2 separate regions of the Zea mays genome follow, and region 2 is linked to region 1. A link is a contact called in public Hi-C data. All regions are on one chromosome and are shown on one strand. The core of a region is the stretch at or near the end of the contact, and the rest is flanking DNA. Distances in the headings are between cores, read along the strand shown. Region 1 holds the start of LOC100282650 (6b-interacting protein 1). Region 2 holds the start of LOC778433.

What was found. A called contact is a pair of places that touch in the nucleus more often than the background predicts.
Region 2: a Hi-C map of tassel shows a contact between it and region 1, with 2.8 times the contacts expected there. The contact joins the promoter of LOC778433 here to the promoter of LOC100282650 in region 1. A contact is called at or near these places in 2 of 25 Hi-C or Micro-C datasets (ear and tassel).

Annotation. Positions count from the first base shown.
Region 1 is chr8:154,073,835-154,080,163 of Zm-B73-REFERENCE-NAM-5.0, forward strand. It overlaps LOC100282650 (6b-interacting protein 1), which reads right to left and starts at 2,245. Exons shown (of 1, transcript NM_001155558.2): 1 at 882-2,245. The coding sequence starts at 2,115. The coding sequence ends at 1,168.
Region 2 is chr8:154,741,645-154,747,973 of Zm-B73-REFERENCE-NAM-5.0, forward strand. LOC778433 reads right to left here and starts at 3,057. Exons shown (of 23, transcript XM_020542696.3): 1 at 2,668-3,057.

The DNA of each region.
Region 1 (6,329 bases), core at 995-3,494:
CTAAAATAGGGAGACTCCAAATGAAACCCAATACAAGGGATCATCATCATCCACTGATGAACATGTATTTAAGTAGTGATAGAGCCAATAGGGGACTGGCAGGGTCCATGGCCCCCTCATCACCCAATTTTTCTACAAAAGCTCATGAAGTTGAGGAAAAAACTTTTGCATGTTAGTAATTTATCTCTGAATTAACTTACCCCACCCACCCACACACACACCTTCAAATCCTAGTTCCAGTAAGTTTTTAAAGATAGTACCAGAAAATTTTCAGCAATAGTTCATCTCAAAAGAGAAGCTAAAACCAGAACCAAAAATCTAACAAACCAGTCATGTACACCAAACACACAGACGACGTAGTAGATGCTCACATACACTATCCAAAAAAATATATTTGACATCCCGTCCCCAGCTACTAGAAAGGCAGACAAATTACCCTATATCATCTATGACAACCAAGCATCTCAAATGAGAGAATGGGAACACAAAACTTGATGTAACATTATAGCAGAGGGTCACATACACTAAGGGCTTGTTTGGGAACAAGTGTAATGAAGAGTATTGATGGGGCTAGAATCCCTCACTATTTAAAATTGAATAGTGGAGGATTATAGCCCCTTCAATCCCCTCTATTGCCCTTACTCCCAAACAAACCTTAAGAAAACTATAGTTCCCTTCCCCAACTAGAAAGGCTGGTGACAAACTGACAATGAAATAACAGAACAGTCACAAAATATTGTGGTATCATAAATAAAGCATAGGGTTCTCATCATGCAAACTTGCAAACCAATATCATGTATAAACAGAAAGTGCCCAAAAAGATTGTAAGTGATACACAACAAAGGTAGTTGAGATGAGATTCGTATTACACTGACAGTAAGTGTTGTAAACCAGTAAATTTCATTCCATCTAAGAAAAAACTTGGGCATAATGCATTGCAAGGTACATTTAAATTTTGAAGACCTGCAATACCTCCGTGGTTCGTATGAAAAATTACAGTATCTTAGGAAACACAAACAATCCACGAACAAGTCTAGCACAGCAACCAACTCACTGTATCCTAAATTCCTAATTGAAGGTCAAAATATTCCTTTACCAAACTCTTCCAATTTAAGGCTAGGGGTGGATTGAGGGGATTGGAGAATCCATCCCTAACTGAACAGGCCCTTAAAGATAAGCAGAGCTGCTGAGGAAGGGCAGTGCAGCGAGAGACATGAGCATCTCCGAGGAAGCATCACCCTTCCTGGCGTGCTTTGCCCTCGAAAGCTGCAGCTGCATGTCCACAAAAGACCGCATCCGCTTCAGCTCCAGATCCTTGAGGAACTTGATTCGCTGCCTCTCCATCTCCTCTGCGTGTCGCTGCTTGGCTGCTTCCATGCGCTCGTACATATCCGCGAAGGTCTCGATTGCCCTCGCTAGCTCCCCGAATCCACCGCTCCCGCTGCGCCTCTTCCTCTTGGTGCCAACAGCAGGAGCACCACCGGAGCGAGAAGATACAGAACGTGACGGCGACTGCTGAGAGCCTTCGTCATCGTCGTACTCGTTGTTGTTGTAGCCATCTTCCGAGTCGGACTCCGCGGCGGCGGCGGCGGCGGCGGCCGCCGCGGCGGCCTTATGGATGAAGTTTGCGGAAGGGAGGTCGGAGCCACGGCGGTAATTGTGCAGCGGGAGGGCCACGGGAAGCGGCGGCGGCGATTGCGGCGACGGGGAGCGCGGCGGCGTCTGGCGCCTCCGGAACACGGGCAGCGCGGCGCGCGGCGGGGACGGTTTCTTGGTGCCGTTGAGCGTGGGCCCGACGAGGATGTCGAGCTGGCCGTAGAAGGACCACGGCGACGGCCCGCCACGCGCGCGCTCGGCCTTGTACTTCTTCTTGAGCGTGTCGACGCGGTTCTTGCACTGGATGTCGGTGCGCGGCGGGCGGCCGCGCGCGGAGGCCCCCGGGCGGGAGTTGACGGCGTCGGCGACCTCCCGCCACTGCGGCTGGCGGAGGCTCCCGCGGTTGAGGTCGAGGTAGCGCGAGCCCCAGGCGTCGACGAGCGCCGCCGTCTCGCCCTCGCTCCAGCAGTCCTCCCGGTACGGCAGGTTCGGGTTCGGCGGGGGTAGCTTCCCGTCCATCGCTCCTCCTCCTCCCAGATCTCTCCGCCTCACGACGACGACGACCTAGCCTTCTCTCTCTCTCGTTTGCGCGTGGAGACGAACGAACGGACGGACGGGCGGGCGGGTGGATAGATGTGGGGGCGGCGGTGGAGGAGACGAGGCGGGGTGGGGATTAAAAGAAGGGGGAGGGGCGGGCGGCGAGGGGAGGAGCGCCGGCCCGTGGACCGTGGCGACCGCGAGTCCGCGACACGGCACGTGGACGAGCGGCGCAGATCCATGGAGTTTGGTGCGTGGGGGAGCAGCCGCCGTTGGATCAGCTCGTCGTTTGGGGCCGGGCGGGTTTGACCGGGACACCGAGCCGGCGAGGGATTACCTGCTGGCGCTGGGGACGGAGCGGAATTGGAGTCGGAGAGCGAGATCGGCGGCCTCGGCGTGGTTCAGTACTTCGGTTGGCCGGCCGGGCGGCACGGCGCGGGATAGGTGGGTGGAGTGGGACGGGACGGACGTGCGGGTGCGGGGCGGGGAAGTTACGCGGCTCGCGCCGTGCCGAAACAGCCGCCCGTGCCGAAAGAGATGGTTCTTTATCCCGTAGCGTCAACCGGTTTTTTTTTTTTTGCTGATAATGCTTGGTTGACGGAATGACGATATCCCTGTTTTTTCGGGGCTGTTCAGCGGTCAAGCCCCATCTGCTCGCCGTGGCGTTTTTTTTACCGCGCCGTTACGGTTTTTTCTCGTGTGCCGGCTGTCCGCCGTGGCTTTTTCCATGGCACCCGGAGCTAGGATGCTCCTAAAACATCCAAATTGTATAACAAATTTAATGTTTTAATATCGATGTATATATAATTTGGTGTTAACCTTTAGCCATGTTGTTATCATATTGTTATAGACAAAAATAATGTTTTTTTATAATTTTGTTTGCATTATTTTCTCCCTACAAGTATCTGTATCCAAAATTTTATATTAATTATTTAAAAGGAAATAAAATGAATTGGAGATTTTTTTTATGAATCACATTAAACTCAATATTGAGAATAAAAATATAAATTTACATAACAAATTCTATACCCTATTTGTTAAGAATTAAAGAAAGAAGACCAAAAATTTAATATCCGAATAAGTATTCAGATTCATCTCTATCCGGAGCGGCCCTAGTATAAGATCTGGAGCGGATAGACCGAAAACATGATTCTTCTACAACAGCTCGTGCCCTACGGTGCCCACACCGCTTCCTCCTTTACCGACAGTCTCGAGCGAAAATCAGCTAGGACCGACGAGCGCGCATGTTCGACCGAGCCACCTTCCCCCGTGCGGCTCCCTTCACGTCCCGCTCGACTCCCTTTCATGCCCCACACAGCTCGCCTCTCTTCGTCCAATAAAACATAAGTCATTTTTAGGGAAAATCTTATTTTTCGGGAAAATATTAAGTTATTTTTGTTTTTCAGTCATGCTCCATGTTTTCTCATATTTTTCAGTCATGCTCGACTCGCGGTAGCACGCGTATGGGAGGCGGCTCACTCAGTCGGCTGGGGGACGCGAGCGGGGGAGCGGCTCGGTCGTCTAGAACACGAGCGTGCTTGGCTAGAACGTCGACGACATGTGCTCACAACATCCACCGCCAATCTCCTACAGCACACGATCATCGCCCTCCAGCGGGAGTTTGTGATGAAGAACCTAGGGCCCCTCCACCACTTCTTAGACATTACTATCGAACGCGGCCGCAGGGTCTCTTTCTTCACCGGCGCCAGTACAACATCGACACCCTGGAGCAGGCTGACATGTCCGACTGCAAGCCCTACTCCACACCTGTCGATACTCAGGCAAAGCTCTCTGAGTACGACGGCCCCCGGTCACCGACGCGACGTCCTACCGGAGCCTAACCGGCGCGCTCCAGTACCTCACCTTTTGCAGATCTGACATCGCCTATGCCGTCCAGCAGGTGTGCCTGCATATGCACGCGCCGCGGGAGCCCCATCTCACCGCTCTCAAGTGGATCATGCGCTACCTCCACAGTTCCCTCGACTATGGCCTCCTACTCCGACCATCCCGACGTCGAAGCTCGTGGTCTACACCAACACTAATTGGGTTGGTTGTCCCGACACACGTCGGTCCACTTTCGATTATACCGTATTCCTAGGCACCAACCTCGTCTCCTAGGCCGCCAAGCGACAGCCTGTCGTCTCCCATTACACCGCAGAGGCCGAGTACTATGATGTGGCCAGCGGCGTGGCGGATGCCTCCTGGCTACGCCAGTTATTCCACGAGCTCCACAGTCCCCTTCAGCACGCCACCCTCGTCTACTGCGACAACGTCAGCGCAGTCTACCTCTCCACCAATCTCGTGCAGCGTCAGCACATGAAGCATGTGGAGATCGACCTACACTTCGTCCGCGAGCGTGTCGCTGCAGCTGGCGTTCGGGTTCTCAGTGTTCCCACCACACTGCAGTTCGCCGAGATCTTCATCAAGGGGTTACTGTCGAGTGTATTTTTAAACTTTCGATCCAGTCTCAACATCTGCACATGATACAATTGCGACTGTGGGGGTGTTAGAATACCCATTTAGGGTTTGGTGCTTTCCCCGTGTGATTACCCTCTCACCTCTGTGTAATGGGTCTGGCTCAGTTAACTCAAGTATATTAATACAACACCCAACCCTAATCCATGGGTTAGGGTTTCCCACAACTTATACTTAGTAATTTCTAATAGAATTCTGACCAATTTAATTAAAAGCTAGTGCTCGGCCTCGTCATATTCGTTGATAAGCCTTACACTACATTTTGTTCATACACATTTACTGAGCTATGATCGTAAGGGAGCTCACACTTGCTATGAACTATACCGAGGTCAAGAGTAGGTACCGCCAGAGGACTACTACGATGAGTTCGATATGATCTAGATCGTCGGCTTCCAGTCAATCGCGTTAGTGAAGAAGATATCTTAGTTCAGTTTGTTTTATTCGGTTATTTTTTTTAAGACATTTGATGTAATAAAGTTTGTGACAGTGATTTCTATATACACTATATCGTCATATATTTGAAACTTGATTCTAACACATATATAAGATACATCTAGATTTATCTTTAAATTTAGGTGTGACACATGACCTATCTGTGTAGTCCATGGTGGATGGGGAGGTTGGTGTAGGTATGGGTGTGTTGTACTAGGTCTCCTAACCCCTCTTTTCTCTTCGTACTATAATGGTGCGTGGTCGAAAAAATAAAAAACCTAATTAGAGATAAAATTTGATGAGTTTTTTTATTCCAATACAGGATGACATGACATTCTTTGACATTCTTTTAGGGCGAGTTTAGCCCCTCGGGAGGGAGCAGTTCCTAGGAGGCGTTTGGTCCGGCTTAATCAGATTACAAAGGGGAATAGATATCAATACAGATGTTTGGTTTGAGCAGCTCAACCTGGAATCAAATACACTGTAATCTGATAACAGTCTATGTATTTGTGATCCCGTCTGACTCCAGGGTGCCGTTTGGTTCATATATTGATAACGTAATGGGTAACCGGTAACGTTAAATCATGTTTATTTAAATCCAACCGTAATCAATACCACACTACAAATAGATATCACCTTATTCAAATTTGTTACCACCAGTATTCAAATGTAAATCGTTACCGTTACCATTACCATTTATGTTACATTTTGTGAACCAAACGGTACCCAGTTGTTAACCGATAACGCTGCTGCTTAGGAACTATCACGTGCGTAACTTTTCCTTTAGGTCTTGATGACAGGATCAAGTCCGTAGACAGGATCTAGTCCCGATAGGGTTGGTTCAGATCATATAGCTTAGGCTCAAGTAGCAAAGCAAGTCCAGTAGGTTGTTTAGGTTCCGATCATATACATATAGGTTGAGGTTCCGTTCCGGTCATATAGATGTTTAGGTGGTTCCGGTCATATAGGTCATTCCAGCTATAAGCTATAGAAGCTATAGATAGGAGATGGGGGGAAAGCCACATTCATTATAGGCTATGCTATGGGAACGAGATCCTTCCTTCTGGGAGCACATGGATCAGTGAGTTCTGGCATGATTGCTAGAACGAACGGAATCTACTCTACTGGCGTGGCGCTGCTGTAATTGTAATCACTGAGATTCCTTCTATCTATGATTTATTTGCTAGTAATAGTTCGAGATGAGATTGGCACTATCTCAAATCCCAGCACGAATGCTTGGCACTGTAATCCCAAATGCATGGCACTACAGTAATCACTTGCTTTCATTC
Region 2 (6,329 bases), core at 1,807-4,306, 670 kb after region 1:
GTTAAGTATCCCCAGAGGACGCAACACTCCAGACCACCCGAAACTAGCATAAACAGCACATGAAGCGGTACCTCAGCTTCATCTCGACGTTCCAAACAGCGCAAAAACTCTGAAGGAAATTTGGTGCAACAACCCACAACCCAGAGCTCATCGTTGCATCTCACCACGTAAGCACGCAACTGTCGAACAGGAAATTTACCAAACACCATTCGTCCACGCTACCTCACCCACGTCAACAGGCTACCAACAGTCCAGCACCTCAAATCTCAGCTACAGAGAAGCATCACAGCATTTCACTTAACGAAGCAAAGCGGGGAGTGGGAGAGCAGTGAGAGGCGGAGAGGGAACCGACGAGGTCGACGAGTGCTGCCGCCTTCTGGTAGCGGTCGCCGTAGGCGAGCGCGTCCGAGCGGCGGTGGTACTGCCTCGTGCCCCGCACGCCGCTGCCGAGACCAGAGCTGCCCCCTCCGGTGGACGCGGAACCGCAGAAGCCACGGCCCTCCACCCCCTCCACCTCGGTGATGAGCGGCGCCTCCACTTCCGTCATCGCTCCACCTTGAGGGCTCCTTTGGTTGCCCGGGATCCCGGGAGTATCCAGGTCGATTCCCTGGGTCTGAAATCCACAGGCCGAATCGTCCCAGGGAAAAATAAAAAGTTGTTTGGTGACCCACGCTCCCCGATCTGATCCGCGGGGGAGGACAGTGCTTTGGTCCCCGGCCTCCCAGGGTCGGGAAGGGCTTCCCCGCGTCCCCTCCCGTGCAAGCCGTCGCCTCCTCCTCTCGCTCGTGAAGCCTCCTCTCCCTCGCGCACGGTACCGCCACCCACCGCCTCCACCTCTCCCTCGCACTCGCGCACCCACCGTCGCCCGCCACCCCCGCTCTTCCTCACTCCCTCCTCTGCCTCGCGCAAAGCGCACCGCTACCACAGGCGGTAGGACCGCACAACTTGCCCCAGATCCAGAACAGTCTCCTATCTCCTCAACTCACGCATGACGACCTCCTCAGCTCCCCCATCCGCATCTCGCGAAGGTACGCCTACGCGCTCGCACAAGGGGGTGGTGCTGGCAGCTGGCCGCCTGGCCGTAACCAGACCACGCTCTGCACGACCTGTCCCTAGTTGGTGTGGTAGCTAGCTAGTGTACCTCAGCATGGAATTGGGAGCAGGTTTCTCTTCCAGTTCCACTGCAAAATTGAGATTCTAGGCTCTTGGTGTGGACGTCGATCTGCACCTACATTCGAAGCATATTTCATAGGATGTCTAGAGCTATCTCAAATTTATTATTATTTTATTATTATCTCAGTGTTTCTAGTTGAGCTGAGCATCAGTGTACATTATCAATATCTCAGTGACTCAAAAAGGCTTTGAATTTAGGGGAAAAAGTACACAAAGAGGTCAATTATTTGTTCTTTTATTTTGCAGAGAACAGAAGCTGGTGAGCGATCCAGAATTCGGTCGTGAACTGAAGTGTGATGTTGGCCATGAGTATTCCTTTTTGTACTAGTGTTCAAGCAAAACAATCACTTAGATGTCTGTGAATTTGTATCTTGAAATCATGTCAGACAGCATGAATTGACATTTGGAGAGCCCTTTTCTATGATGCAGCTTGACATCGTTCATTGTCATTGCATTTTGTACTTTTCTGAAGATCATGAAAACAATGAAGTGTTCATGGTTCCTCAGTTCTGTTCTTGATTTATATGTATCTTCTATAGAAAACTGGTTCAGAGCTGGTGTTTATGGCCTCCCTCTGAAATCAAATCTCTCTCTCTCTCTATCTCTCTCTCTCTCTATATATATATATATATCTTCTATAGAAAACTGGTTCAGAGCTGGTGTTTATGCATTTTGGTTGAAACAGATGAAGAGAATACTATCATGAATGCATCTCCAATACATTTTGTTAAGCTATCTCTGGCACAAAAGAATGATAACATGATTTCTTCATGGAAATGTCTAGGTGGTGGAGAGTAGTTTACTTAAGATAAGTTGAATTATGGCTTACAACTCGTTAGAGTTCTAGAATATGATTTGGTAGATTGAAATTTGTGGCTGCTGTCTCCCCAGTCTGCTAAATTTTGCTCTTCGGCTCAATTTCACTTTCATATTATCTTTTTCATGTCCTATTTGCATGGTCTGATCTACACATAGAACACTTTCATATTTCTGTTGTTGTTGTTGTTGCAGGGAGACAAGGGATGGAACTCTTGAGCACTAAACACAAGTTGGTCGAAGGAAAATCATGATGAGCAAAGTCATTGTTGTGTTAACGTTTTGGGCATGCCAAGAACTATTTTTTTGGTTATGAGTTTGTCAAACATATGTTGAGTTTGTCGCTCATTTCTTAAGAGCTATTTCTGTGATCGAAGAAATTTGTTTATTTTAGTGGCATGAATAAAAAAACCAAGCAAATCCATGGTAGAAACTTGTTTGTGTGCATATTTTGAGGGCTTTGTTTTACTGGAACTGTTTGATTTTGCTGATTTTTAAATTTTCTATTTTACTTGTGATTTGATGATGATCACACTTCTAGCAACTGGTGGCAGATGATCCTTGGCAGCGACTACATGGCAGCAGCTGATCCATAGTACTTTGTATTTGTACTTGTTGTATATGTATGAAAGCAGCCGACTGGCTCAATTGAAGGGAGTAGTATGGCATCAGGCTCACTGTTCGGGCTAGTAGCTGGTGGTCAGCCACGGACACCGAGCTCCATGGCAGGATCGGCTACTTCCATGGCAGTTGAAGCGGGCAGGCGCATGACACCCCCGTAGCTCCAAACAGCAGTAGGGCACGGCAGCACCGCGGGGCGGTGTCCACCCGGGGAATTTGCATGGCAAGGATTTGCCTCCCTGGTGTTGGCTCCCCTAGGGTTCCTCTGGCGGGGCTGCCAAAGGAGGCCTGAAGGGGACAAACGCCAACGGAGATCTGGAACGGCGAGCCAAATCTGGGATTAAAGTGCTAGACTTCCACTCATCAAAGCGGAAGTGGAAGCGGGAGCGGGGGTGGGGTTAAATTAATCCGAGGCGAACGAGAACGTGTTCAGTTAGCAGCCCGCCACGCTTGCGAACAAGTCTGTCGGGGTCATATGGCGATTTCTAGCTTTGGAGCGCAGTTATCGGCAGGTACCACGTAACGGAGGGAGAGGGACGCCACGCGATGAACACGCGTTTGCACGCTGCTTGCAGTGTCTGCCGGTTCATTGGTGAGCGCTGGTGCTTGGTGTTTGTGTACGCACTTTGATCGTGCACGTCGACAATTGCCGAAACGAGTGGCTTTCGGAACGGGCGCGGAGACGGACATGGACAAGGACAAGGACAACGTCGACACGATCAGTACGGTTCGCAGATAGGTGTGTTTGGTTCGGCTGAACCAAATATGTTGTAAAAAAAAGTCTAGAATCTCAACTAAATAGATATAACAGCATAATCGATTTTTAAAAATCTATAAATTTCTCAAGTTAAATTCAGGATCTCAGATATTTATATTTATGTCATCTATGTTACAAACTGTCAGTCTGTCAATGCATTTATAGAATCTAGTTGACAGTTGTTTCAATAAAATAAATTCCGGTTTTTTTACAATCGTGGGCTCAGCTTTCTCACATTTAGAATCGGACTAGTAAGTTACTCGCGCCCTGCGCGAGTCGTCGACAGTGTTGGATCGGAGGTGGGAATGAAACGCGTGGGAAGGTTTGACCTGATGCACTGACCGATTAAGGCTTTCTCTAATTACTGGAAGCACTAGACTCGATATTATTGATGTCTTATCTATACTACTCTATTAAAAATTTAATGTGAGCGTATCATGCTATCACAATTTCACCCTCCATACTGACACTCTGGGCCTGTCCCACGCGTACATCGCTCTCTCAGCTACTGCCCTATAGACCTTCAGCGCCCGCACAAACAGCTACTGCGTCTGCTTAGCACCCAAATCCACACACTGCTTCAGAAATTTAGGACTAACCACCAAACCACACGTACCTTAGTGTTTACAAATAAACAATAATTATAATTGAATAAATATCTCAATACCTATTTATATGATATATAAAAATCGTAGCAAAATATAGATAACTATCTAGTTAGGTACATATTTATAAACATGATCGAAAGTGGAAAGTAATCTGTTCACAGCTTTAAAAACCAATTGATCTATCGTACATCCTCCTAGCGCTTAGATTAGAAGCTATTGAGCAAGCAAACGAAGTGGCATGCATGTCATGACGACATATGAATTATAGGAAGATTTCATGTTAACGTAAAACAAAGTGTTAGGTTTAAGTTATACTATGTTTCAACAGATGAGAGTCGGACGTGAATGTCTTAAGCAAACAAAATTGTTACTTACACTGGGAGTGGGAGGAGACAGGCCACGTCCCAACAGGCCAATTCAGAACAAAGATATGATGGCTCCAACCCAAATGTGTTTGGGGATCGAGGCTCCAAGAATGCCATCAAATAGAGGCACAATTATGACCTCTACAATAATAGATTTTTAGCAGTTCCCGGTCAAGGTCATTTCAGCAAAATCACAATTATGAACACGGCGTGAAGCAAGATCTACCGTGAAGGCCATAATATAATGAAGGATGCTCAGTCAGCCTCAGACAGGAGCAATGCAATTGTCTGAGAAAGGTAAGCTAAGGTAACCTAGACTTCTAGGTCTAATCCTGCGTAGCATACACAGCGGTCCCCAAAGGGACGGATCGAGAATATTCACAGGTTGCAACAACGAATTATTCTAGCAAACACATGACGATTCTTAACATGTGTAACCATGGAAAAGAAACTTAGAAGAAAAGGGTATAGAAAAAGTTCAGTGCCTTTTCACATTGACTAAATGATAGCATGTTCTCAACGTTTGCAGTCTGCTAATTTTTTACTATCAAATATTCGATAGTACTTTGAAGCAGTGAAGAGCTATGGAATAGGATCATGGAATGATGCAGTAGCACAATCTGTAACTTCCAAGTTGGTTCAATGAACGTGACGATTCTTAACATATAAGCAGTAGTAGAATAATTCTTAGCATATATAAGCAGTGAAGAATGTGACAGTGAATTTGCAGTATTAGACAGCAAGCAGAATCACCTTGCAAGACCATTCTGGCCGAACAAATTGTATAGATTCTGTTGGCACAGTTCAGCAGCGACACTATAAAAGCAAGTGTTATCCTAAGTCATTAGAAACCTTAAGCGGACATTCAAACTGTGAGAGTGGTTCAGTATCATCAGTGGTGTTTGAGAAGGCATTGCAGGTATTGGCTCTCGAAAAGAATCCACTGGGTAGTGAAAGATGCCATGCAGTGAAGCTAACCAAGACACTGCATCTAGCATCTTACAAAGAAGCGATTGAAAATCAGGCCTTTTTCATAACTCTGGGCGAGACGCGACCATCGTCGTGGCTGCGGCACTGGCGACGCAAGCTGTGGCAAGACGCTCACGCAACGCAGAACGCACAACGTGGTGGGTGCAGAGAGGCACTGTAACTCTGCTAGGTCGGCGCGCGGGCGAAGCAAGCTACGTCGTGGCGTGGACATTCGCAAGGCGATGTCGCGCGGCAAGGTGGCGACGTGTCCGCGGCCGGGGGTGAGGGGATCTGGCGGCCACGCGGGCTTCGCGGCGGCGTTTGAGGGGGGAGGGCCGGAGGGGGCTCCTGGCGGCGGCGTCTAAACTCTGGTCTGGAAGCATCGTCGGCCACCCGAGGAGCGGTCGCGTATCCGTTGGGAAAGGATCGAACGACTGGAAACTGAAGAGTGCGTATACATTGGGAAAGGATCGAACGGCTGGAAACCGAAGAGTGACGTGGACATCGTCATCATGGAGCTTTCCTTCCTACTTTAATATATAAAAATTTACAGAAATCTACCGCTGAACAAACGAACCCTAAAAAGCATATTCTATTATCCACACACCCCGGAGCAAGAGCACTATTGACATGTTTGTTCATAGAACCTAGAAAAGTCAACATAGCATGCAAGTTTGGCTCTATTTTTCAGACAACATTGGTCTACCACAGCATAGCTAGAACATGATGGGCGTCGACGTCGGTGTTGGAATTTCTTCGTTTCCCTTGACGCTTAATACAAAAATAAGGTATAACTAAATAGTTGATCGTGCTTTATTACGGTTACTTAGTTGTTCGTGCTTTACTACGATTTTTATATCATATAAATATATATTGAGATATTTATTTAAATATAATTATTGTTTATTTATAAACACTAAGTTATGCGTGGTCTCATGGTTAGTCTTAATTTTTTGGAGAGGGGGCGTAGGTTCGAGTGCTCGCACTATTTTTTGTGCAGTGTGGTAGCTGCTCGGACAG